Linked DNA regions of Sus scrofa: region 2 is linked to region 1. A link is a contact called in public promoter capture Hi-C data. All regions are on one chromosome and are shown on one strand. The core of a region is the stretch at or near the end of the contact, and the rest is flanking DNA. Distances in the headings are between cores, read along the strand shown.

Region 1 (4,873 bases), core at 1,697-4,196:
GAGAAAGACAAGTATCATATGATAAAACTCATATGTGGAATCTAATTTTAAAAATGATTCAAGAGAACTTATTTACAAAACAGAAACAGACTCACAGACTTTGAAAACAAACTTATGGTTACCAAAGGGAAAACACTGGGGAAGGAATAAAGTAGGAGTTTGGGATTCACATATACACATTACTATATATAAAATAACTAACTAACAAGGGCCTACTGCATAGCACAGGGAAATCTATTCAATATTCTGTAATAAACTATATGGGAAAAAATCTGAAGAGGAATGAATGTATAACTGATTCACTTTGCTGTACACCTGAAAGTAACATAACATTGTGAGTCTGCTATACTCCAATAAAATTAAGAATCCATATGAAGTCTAGCCTATAGAAAGTGCTTAGGAAGTGATAACTGCTATTAAGATTACTAATCTGAAAGGAAGATTATTCAGATAAATGGCTCACTTTCAATTTACTGGGAACTTGTCTGACAGTATAAGCAACCCCATTTGCAAGTGCTACCTCGCTGATTATTTAATAGTTCATCTACTAAAAACTCTTTATGCCTTGGTCTTTAGATACTCCACTCTGAACATGACTGTAAGAGACAAATTAGTAACTGGCTTAAGAAAACAGTGAATAAATTCAAATTCAGGTTTGCAGGTTCCTTTTACTTAGTCTTGATAGGTAAAATTCCCCCACACCTTACAGAATTTATTACGTCTTGTTCTCCCTTTTGTAGTTATTTCTTAAAACCAACAAGAAAATAAACCTGACAAAGCTCCTATAATGAAATTGTTAATGGCACACAAATTATCCATATGGTCGCAAGCAGGCATGAAAAGAACTAAAGCAAGATCTCTAGACATTAAAACCTTTCTGCAAATGGCCTTAACTTACTTTATTCCACTGAGGTGCATAATGGTTAAGACAATGGTTGCTTTTATAAAGAAGAGAATAAAGAAATCCACCATCTCTGCCATAAATCTGTGGGCCAAGGATGGAATAACATACTCTCTGCCTGTAAATTAAAAAAAAAGAAAAAAATTAGGAAAACTAGTCATTGCGCACAGACCTTGGAACCCAAGTTAGGAAATGAATGAGGAGTATAAAGGTACAACTTGCTGATTAAAAAAAAAAAAATTATAACTTTTGCAACATTTGTTGAAATTGACTCCAATAAGGCATGTTATTATTTTAATAATACAGCAACACCACTTCACTACTTAACTGAGCAGTTTAAAATTGTTTTTACCCCCTTACTGTTTCAAAATGACTTCACAGATAAATTTCACTACTGAAGGTACTCAATACATTTCACTAGGGATTCAAATGGGCAGAATCCAGGTGGTTGCAAGACTATGACACAAAATTAAATATCTGTTAGCAAAATATCAAGGTTAAGTTTAGACAATTAGTACAAAGTAAATCCCTGTGCTCCTCATCTCACCCTTATTCATTTAGTTTGTCTTGCTTTCTATGTAACAAACCCAATGATTCCCAGGGAGCTTGCAAATTCCAGCAACTAGGTCTGTCCCATATTATCTGTGGTTGAATTAAAATAAAAAGTCTAAATAATAAACTAAAAAGTGTAAATAATTAAAAGTATTCTAATTCCCAAACAGAAGTAAACAATCTACAAGATTAAGCCAAGGCCCAAAGGTTGTAACTCCATTTGGATTCGTGTAAATCTTATTATCCATCAGTTCCGTTGTCCCTAATACACACAAGCGCTATTAATTATATATATTTCACCTATGTTATCATATGCTGGGTAATATATATAATAAAGCCATGTCTGGGTTATTTCCAGCATTACCAGTCAAAACTCCTCCTCCCTCCATGGTGAACTTTGCCATCCGAGAACTAAGCTTTGGACCTCACTCCAGAGCATGGAGATCAAAGTAAGAGAATGGTCTTTACACGTGTGAACGATTAGTCCCAGGAGTCAACTGAGACCGCCAGGTCTAAAGAAAAAGCAAACTAGAACCTGGCTGTACACTTGGGGAACAGAAGGCCTGGGCCAACCCCAGCTGACGGACGAGAAACAACCGCGCCGGCTCTACCCCCAGGTCCTTCCCTGAAGAGCCTTCTCACCTGCCTGCCGCCCAGTCTCGCTCGGGGCTCGCGAAGCGGCGGCGGATGCTACCCTGGCCACTGGGGCTGCCCGGGCCGAAGGCTGCACGTGAGGGGCGCGGCCTCCCGGGCCACCGACCGGGGCGGGAGTGGCAACGCCGGCGGCTGCCCCCGGCTCAGGCCGGGCCGCCGCGGCGCTCAGGAAGTAGAAGGGGTTGTAGTAGCCCAGCTGGAGGGGCGGCGGCGCGGCGGTCTGAGGGGCGGCGGCGGCAGCGGCGGCGGCGCCCGAGCTGTAGTTCGGCGCGGGCGGCTGGGGGCTGCAGTAGGCGGGGAAGGCGGCCAGGCCGCTGTGCCAGGTGAGGTAGCCGCAATAAGACTGCCACAGCCACTCGTGCACCTGCCGGGAGTACTCGCGGGCGCTCAGCCGCGCCGGCCTCTCCCGCGGCGCCCCGGCCTCGGGTGCCTCGCAGCCTGCCGGCGCCTGCATTCCCGAGCCGGAGCCCGAGCCCGCCTCCCCGCGATTCCCGGGCTCGCGCGCCGGCTCCGAGGTCTTGGCGGCGGCCGCGAGGCCCGAGGCTGGGGGCCGGCCCGGGGCCTGGGGTTCGGCCTGCGGCCCGTCTCGGGGGCGTGGGGCGGCGGCAGCAGGAAGGCCTCTCAGGGCAGGGACGGGCTCGTGGTCCCCTCCGCCGTCGTCCTGCCCAGGAGGGCGGCCTCGAGCTTCCTCCGGCCCCTCTGCCATCGTCGCCTCAGCAGCACCCTCAGCGGTCCTGTCACTGCGCCGTCTCCTGCCCCGCTTGCCCCTCCCCAACGGCCCCGTAGCCACCGCAGCAGCCGCGAGCGTCAACAATCCACCACCGGAAGCGGAAACCCCCCCTTCCGCGTCGCCGGCGCGGGGCGGGGCAAGGAGGCGGGGCAGGGAAGTGGGCCTTCGTGTTCCCGAGCTGGCTTCGGAGGCTGACACTGGAATTGGGCGTCCTGCGCTTACTAGTTGTAGGTCCAGACTGTCACCGCCAACACCCACGCCCCGTACACCTCTTGCGTTTTTAATTAAGGCCGGAGGCTTCTCTTGATATTCCCACCGGCTGAGGACTGGGGCTGTCCCGGGAGAAACAGCTGATGGAGAAAGGGGGATTTATGAGAAGTCCCAAGGGTGTGTGCCCCCCTTTCTATTACGGAGACGCGATTGTCTTGATCACTAGACACGGGGCTTGTTGCGTATTTCTGTCTGCATTCATTCCATTAGGTAGTTCTCACCCATTTGTACTCAGCAAGGTGATACGAGACAATCCTCTAAGAGAATTAGAAACTAATAACCAAACTAAACAGACGTATCAGGATAGTACGACTCAGCTGCAGCGATCTTCATTGTAATAAGAAAGAGATTATGCTACTTTAAGAGCTAGACTCTGTCTTGATTCTGGAGCTAACTTCTGTTCCTAAAATCCTACTTTCCAGTGCTGCACACACAAGCCTGATACGCCAGCAAAACCGTGCCTTTCCTCAGACCCACGGTCTCGCCCTCTGGCACCTGCCTTTTCCTTTATTTTCTGTTAAGGCAGGGCCCTATCCATATCTCAGGGCTTTGGAATCTGCTCCCACTACCACAGATCAGGCATGGTTTCCTCTTCTTCTGAATTATATATGGTACCTTATGTATTTATATTTTAATATACTTTCCTATGTCCTTAAGTTGGTTAAGTGATAGAAATATGTCTTTGTATCCCCAGTTCCATACAAAAGATCTACAGGGGCTTAGTACTGTGGGTCTATACTGTAGGTCTATTTGTTAAGAGGGATTCCCAGAATCATTATTGACTTTGCTCTAGGAGATAAAAGTAAAAGTCTTAGGAGTTAAGGATTCCGAATGCAGTGGCTTGAATCACTGGGGAAGTGCAGATTCAGTCCCCTGCCTGGCACAGTGGGTTAAGGATCCCGTGATGCCGTAGCTGTGGCTTGGATTCAGTCCCTGGCCCTGGAACTTCCCTATGCCGTGGGTGAAGTAAACAAAAAAGCTTAACCTTAGCCCTTAGGAAGCTAATATAGGGGTTTGGTTTAAAGGGACATTTTCATGAAACACTTGAAGACCTACTTAAGATAATACCAGTGCAATATGAATCCAAAACATGAGAAAGCCCATATAGATAGAAAGGTTATCCTTCCAAATGTGGTTTTACAAATCAACTGTGAGGAAGTTGTAACAATAAAACTTGCATTCCAAGTTTGGATTGGGAAGGCAGGAGAAGCAGGAATAAAGAAGTGAAGATGACATAGAATGATTGTGAAATATTGTGGTTATTGGAGACACAGACTGTGTGTTGAATACCACTGAAGAGGTAGCACCTGGTATACTATCACTCACATAGTAGACCTTTATATTAAGATTCTTGGTGGCAGTTGTCAGAAACCCAATTGTAACTGACTCAAGGGAGAAAAAGTAAATGAATTTACTGACTTGCATAAAATGTTCAGAAGTTTATAGATAATAAAGTAGAGAAAAACAGGCGATTCCTGGAACTTTCTCTGACTTGCTTTTGAGAAAGTAAGAGTGTTTCAGTGAGAAACTTAATTCTAATGGGCTTAAGCAAAAAAAAAAAAAAAAAAAAAAAAAAAAGTCATTGCCTTTTGTAACCAACAAATTCAGAGGTTCTATATAAGAAGTGTCGACAGGGAGTTCCTGTTGTGGCTCAGTGGAAACAAACCCAACTACTAACCACGAGGATGCTGGTCCAATCCCTGGCCTTGCTCAGTCAGTTAAGGATGAGGTGTTGCTGTGAGCTATGGTGTAGGTTGCAGATACAG
Region 2 (4,873 bases), core at 885-3,384, 470 kb before region 1:
AGCATAGTTTCTGGAAATTCCATCAAACATTTTAATCCAACTGTATACTTGAAAACATTTAATTGCAATGAAGAATGATGCAATTCAAGAAATGGTTAAGAGGAAATGAAAACATTAGCTATAAAAGCCGTTAAGAAATCTGTGTTGTCTGGGGAAAACATGATTGAAGATTTTTAGGGGAGTACGTTTCCTTTAATTACACAATTAACAGTTATGGATTATTATACAACTACAGATGTGATAAATTCATTTGAGTAATTAAAAAAAAGGAAGAAAAAAATGGAAGAAAAAAAGTTATGTGCCTTCATCCTTTTTTGACACTGTAATTTCTATATTTTCACTATTGCTGGGTTCTTGGGACTTAAAATGGAGGGAAAAAAATTAAGTTGGAAGGATTACTTAATTGCGCTTTTAAATATAATTTTAGAAATAAGGATCCAAAATGTCATTAAAACAAACTAGTATACTGAAAGCGCCTTTCCCCTTGTTCTTCAAATTAATAAACACACCTAACTTTAAATAAAATCAATTTGTTTCAGGTTTCAATATGCTTTTATGAGCAATTTCTTCCTAATTTTAAATTCACAGCATTGGTCTTCTTTTAATGTGACAAAAGAAAGAAAAAATGGTTTGGGGGGCATAAGTAACCAAGCGGAAATAGCAATGTCTAGATTTCTGCTTTAACAATTCCTAGGATTTTTTTTCTGAAGAAGCTTATTCCAAAAAAGTGTTTAAAAACACACACAAGATTCATAAAAATATGAATCTAATGGACTTCACGCTGGAATACAAATTTACAGTGGCATTAGCATAATTTCTCAAAATAGGATAAACGACTAGAAACTTCTTCAAAGACAACAGGAATAAAAATTTTCCTTAGGGCCACTTAAAATTGCTCCCACAACAATCGCATTTTCCGAAATGTGGATCCAATTCAATTGCCTGAATGCTTTGTTGACTACTTTCTCTGCCTGGAAGACAATTAATTATTGATGGACATTTTCTCATGTACCTCCTCAAGAAATTCTCTTCCACTCGCCTTCCTTCCATTAAAATAGATTTAAAAAAAAAAAAAAAAAGGCGAAAGAGCCTTGAGTTGTGCGTGCACAGGAGTGACGGATCTCCTCAAATGGAGTGGTCTGTGAACTTCTGCACGCCCCCCGAGGGAAGGCTGGGCCTCCATCTGGCTAAGTTCCAGATCAAGGAACCCCCATCTCGCTACAGCTGGGCCGGCCTCTTCCTTCCTCTTTCACCTGCCAGCTGCTAGGCTGTTGACTAACAACTACCGTAATCGGGGCCGCCCCCTCGGGGTCCCGGGTCCCAGAGGAGTTACCCCAGCAACCTGGCAATGCCGACAGCGTCTCAACGCGTGGTAGCCGCGCTGGAGTAAAACTAACCACACCTGCGAGGCCGTGCGAGCTCCTCGCCGCCACGCTCTCAGCTGAACCAACAGCGAGGGAGTTCCCACTCCCGGACTGGGGGGTCCCCTCACCCCCGCCCCGCAGCACCTACTCCCCAGGTGAAAGGGCTCTGACAGCCCCCAGGAGGGAGTCTCAACGTTCCCAGTGCAACCTGCAGCTGCTTCGCTTTCCGAAAAGCTTTCTCGTCTGCTCTCCGGAGTCTGAGAAGCAACAGCCTCCCGGGGCTCACCTTTGCGCTGGAGGCGTGCAAGGAGTCACGGGGAGAAGGCACTGTGTACAGAAAGGAAACATTGTGGGGAGGGGGATTAGGAGAGACCCGCAACGCAGCGATGAATCCGGGAACCCCGTCGCCGTAACAACCCAGCCCGGGAATTCCCCCTTCCGCGGGCAGGGATCCCCACGCCGCACCCCGCTCCGATCCAGGGAGGGAGGTATAAGCCCCTAGAGCACCCATCCACCTCCCACCCTAGCCAGGAGCGCTGTACAGCGGCAGAATGAAAGCTTGCACCCTGGCCAAGCTGCTTTGTGCAGAGCTGTCACCCGAAATCCGCCACCGCCCCCATGCCCGCCCCGGGAGCCGCGTGTCCCCCACCTCCGAGCGCGGGCGAGACAGTGCGCGCCGTCCCCGGCTGCCGGCGCCTCTCCCGAGCCGCGCGCCGCGCGCCCAGGACCGCAGGATCCGCGCCGCGAGCCGCAGCCCCCGCTCGGCCGCCGCCGCCGCCGCTTCCGCCCCTGTCACGACGTGACCCGGGTGGGAGGAGCCGGAGGGACCGGGGAGGAGTGGGGTCCCCGCCTTCGCCTTCGCTGCGCTACTCGCCCCGCCCTGACCATTTCCGCCGCTGCGCAAGCCCGGGCGGCAGGGGGAAGGGGGCGGAGTCAGTGTGCCGCAAGAGGGGCAGTCCCGGGGCGAGTCCGGGGGCGGGTCCGGGGGCGGGGTTGAGCCAGGGTCTTGGACCCAACCCGTAGTGGCCCCGCGCTGCGCCAGAACCAGCCAAAGGCAGCGGACCGCGCACGAGGTAGGCTCCTCTGATCGCCGAGAGTGCGTGATGAGCATTGGAAAGATTTGGTAGACGTAAGCCCGTGATCGGATGCCGGGATGGGGCTTCCTAACAAGCGCGGGCAGCCCAGCAGTCCGCGCCCAGAAATGGACTCGGGGATCAGAATGGGAAGGGGGAATAACGAGGTCGGATAGTGAATGACCTTTCTGAGTTACATAATTAAAGTGACCTCAAGCATTATAGGATATTGGTGATTTTAAGAAAAGAGAAATAAATACTTGCCAGAATAGTGAGTGACGCTCTGGGGGCGGGGCAGTGGGGGGAATTGAGGTGATGTAAAAATTGTCTTGCTCCATGGTTATTGCATAGGGTATGCATATGGAAAAATTCACTGAGGCATACTCTTAAAATGTGGTGCACCTTAGGGAAGTTATTCCTCAATTTATCAAAATCTTAAAGTAAATCTGAAGCAGAAACTTTTTTTTTTTTTAAGGTGAGAAATAATCCAGACTTGGGAGTCCACCCAAAGGTGGACTTGAGTGACCAAACCAGCATATCAGCTATTTCCGTGTACTGGTAAGAATGACTGTGAAATTTGCCTTTCCCGATTCTTATGATTTGGTTCTTTTATCTTTTTGTAGAAATGTTTTTATTTCTACAGAAAAGGACGTGAACAAGTTCAGTACGTTGAGAAGCTATGAGGACAGTTAAGAAGTCATTAAGTTATATTTGTGATGTTAAGCTATATTTGTGATGTTAAGCTATATTTCAAGTTTCTCTAAGAGCGGTAGAGTTGAACAATTGTGGGTTGCCCTGGCTCAGTGATAAAATTATGCTTCCCTTTTGTTTTAAGTAGAGAACGGCTTATGAAGGCACAAGTTCAGGTTCCAAAGTTTCTGGCTGAAAATGGAAATGGGAAAAGTACAACTCTTTTTTGCTTTTCTGTACTCAATATAATCAGATACTTCCTTCTGACTTCTCAGAAAAATCACGTCCTGACATCCTCAGGGCCTTGCAAACTTTTGTTAACAAATGTTTGTTGGAAGGTGAATTTGTGTCCCAATTCCAAGGGAAGTGCTTTCTCCTTAAATCCCGAACACTCTGAAGTCAAATTTTGCAATAAAGGGAACTTTTCTCTTTGAATAACTGCTTTTATGTGCTGTTCTTATGGATGAATCATTAAATTAACTCCACCAAGAATAGCCTGCCAGTGTAATTCAAACTGAATTAGTTTCACTAATGACTCAAAGGGTATGTTAGAACTATTATGCTATATTGTCCTTAGCATTACAAATTTCACATCGAAAAGACAGGAATTTTCCTCATACTTTCAGGTAGATTTGCAGTTAAATTCACTCTTTTTACCTCAGTTCCCTTTGTAAAAGAAAATTTTTTTAAAGGAACAAAGTGTCAGACATCATCCAGTTATTCTAAGGGTTAAATTGCCACCCCTGCAGAGGGCGAGGTGTCTGAGCCATTCAGGACTTCCGGAGTGAAAATAAAGGGGAGCCATTTCAGTGTTTTGGGTAAATGGCCCCTGGATAGTTAAGACCCATGCCTTCAAGGGAATTTCAATGACCCTAGATTTTTGCATCTTCTCCTTCAGAGAAATCAACAAAGTCATTAACTTGAGGTATCTGTTCTTTGTGATTAGCACTAATCTTTTATCAAAATGTATGCCAAACATTTTTTTTTTTTTTCTGGTCAAAAATAAATAAATTCAGTTCCCATTGTGGCTCAGTGGCTCTGACTGGTATCCATGAGGAAGCAGGCAGGATCCCTGACCTAGCTCTCTGGATTAAGGATCCGGCATTGCAGTGAGCTGTGGTGTAGGTGGCAGACGAGGCTTGGATCTGGTATTGCTGTGACTGTGGCATAAGCTACAGCTCTGATTTAACCCCTAGCCTGGTATCCTCCATGTGCTACAGGTGCAGCCCTAAAAAGACATACATACATACATATGTACATACATCCCTTATATATATGGAACATATATACTTGGAGCAATTCCACAGATAATCTGAAAGGCTGTTTCCTTGGCTGTAACCTCAGTAAGGTCCCCAAATAAAATTGAAACTCACAACCCTTATGTTGTGTGTTTTTCTTTAAGTCAACACCTTCATGTGACATTTTCCCATACCAAAAAAAAAAAAAAAAGAAAAGAAACCAAGAATTTGTAAAAAACAATTTGAAAATATAAAGTTGTAGAGTAGAGATGGGATATTGAATCTCTGCATCTACTTTTGCTATCTCCTGAAATTAGGGGCATGAACCACTAGAATAGGGAGGACAGAAGAGAAGATGAAAGCAATAACATTTTGAAGTCTGGAAAGCAGATGGCTAAGTGATGAAGAGGGATTTTGCAGACTGAAGAAGGGTAAATTCTAAACCTGCCATGGGAAAAGCCAATGAGCAACCCACCTTTGCATTATAGAATTCCCAATGCTCAGGAGT

Evidence for each region. Promoter capture Hi-C pulls out the DNA fragments that hold promoters and counts their contacts.
Region 2: a promoter capture Hi-C map of liver shows a contact between it and region 1, with 4 times the contacts expected there. The contact joins the promoter of KDM1B here to the promoter of FAM8A1 in region 1. A contact is called at or near these places in 3 of 5 promoter capture datasets (fetal liver, fetal skeletal muscle and liver), 2 of 47 Hi-C or Micro-C datasets (embryonic fibroblasts and heart right ventricle) and 1 of 2 datasets of contacts at active chromatin or transcription factors (alveolar macrophages).

Annotation. Positions count from the first base shown.
Region 1 is chr7:13,376,202-13,381,074 of Sscrofa11.1, reverse strand. FAM8A1 (protein FAM8A1) reads right to left here and starts at 2,946. Exons shown (of 4, transcript XM_021100215.1): 1 at 2,096-2,946; 2 at 899-1,019. The coding sequence starts at 2,813.
Region 2 is chr7:13,843,544-13,848,416 of Sscrofa11.1, reverse strand. It overlaps KDM1B (lysine-specific histone demethylase 1B), which reads right to left and starts at 2,134. Exons shown (of 22, transcript XM_001927844.5): 1 at 2,014-2,134; 2 at 1,651-1,691. TPMT (thiopurine S-methyltransferase) reads left to right here and starts at 2,310. Exons shown (of 10, transcript NM_001243675.1): 1 at 2,310-2,437; 2 at 2,913-2,995.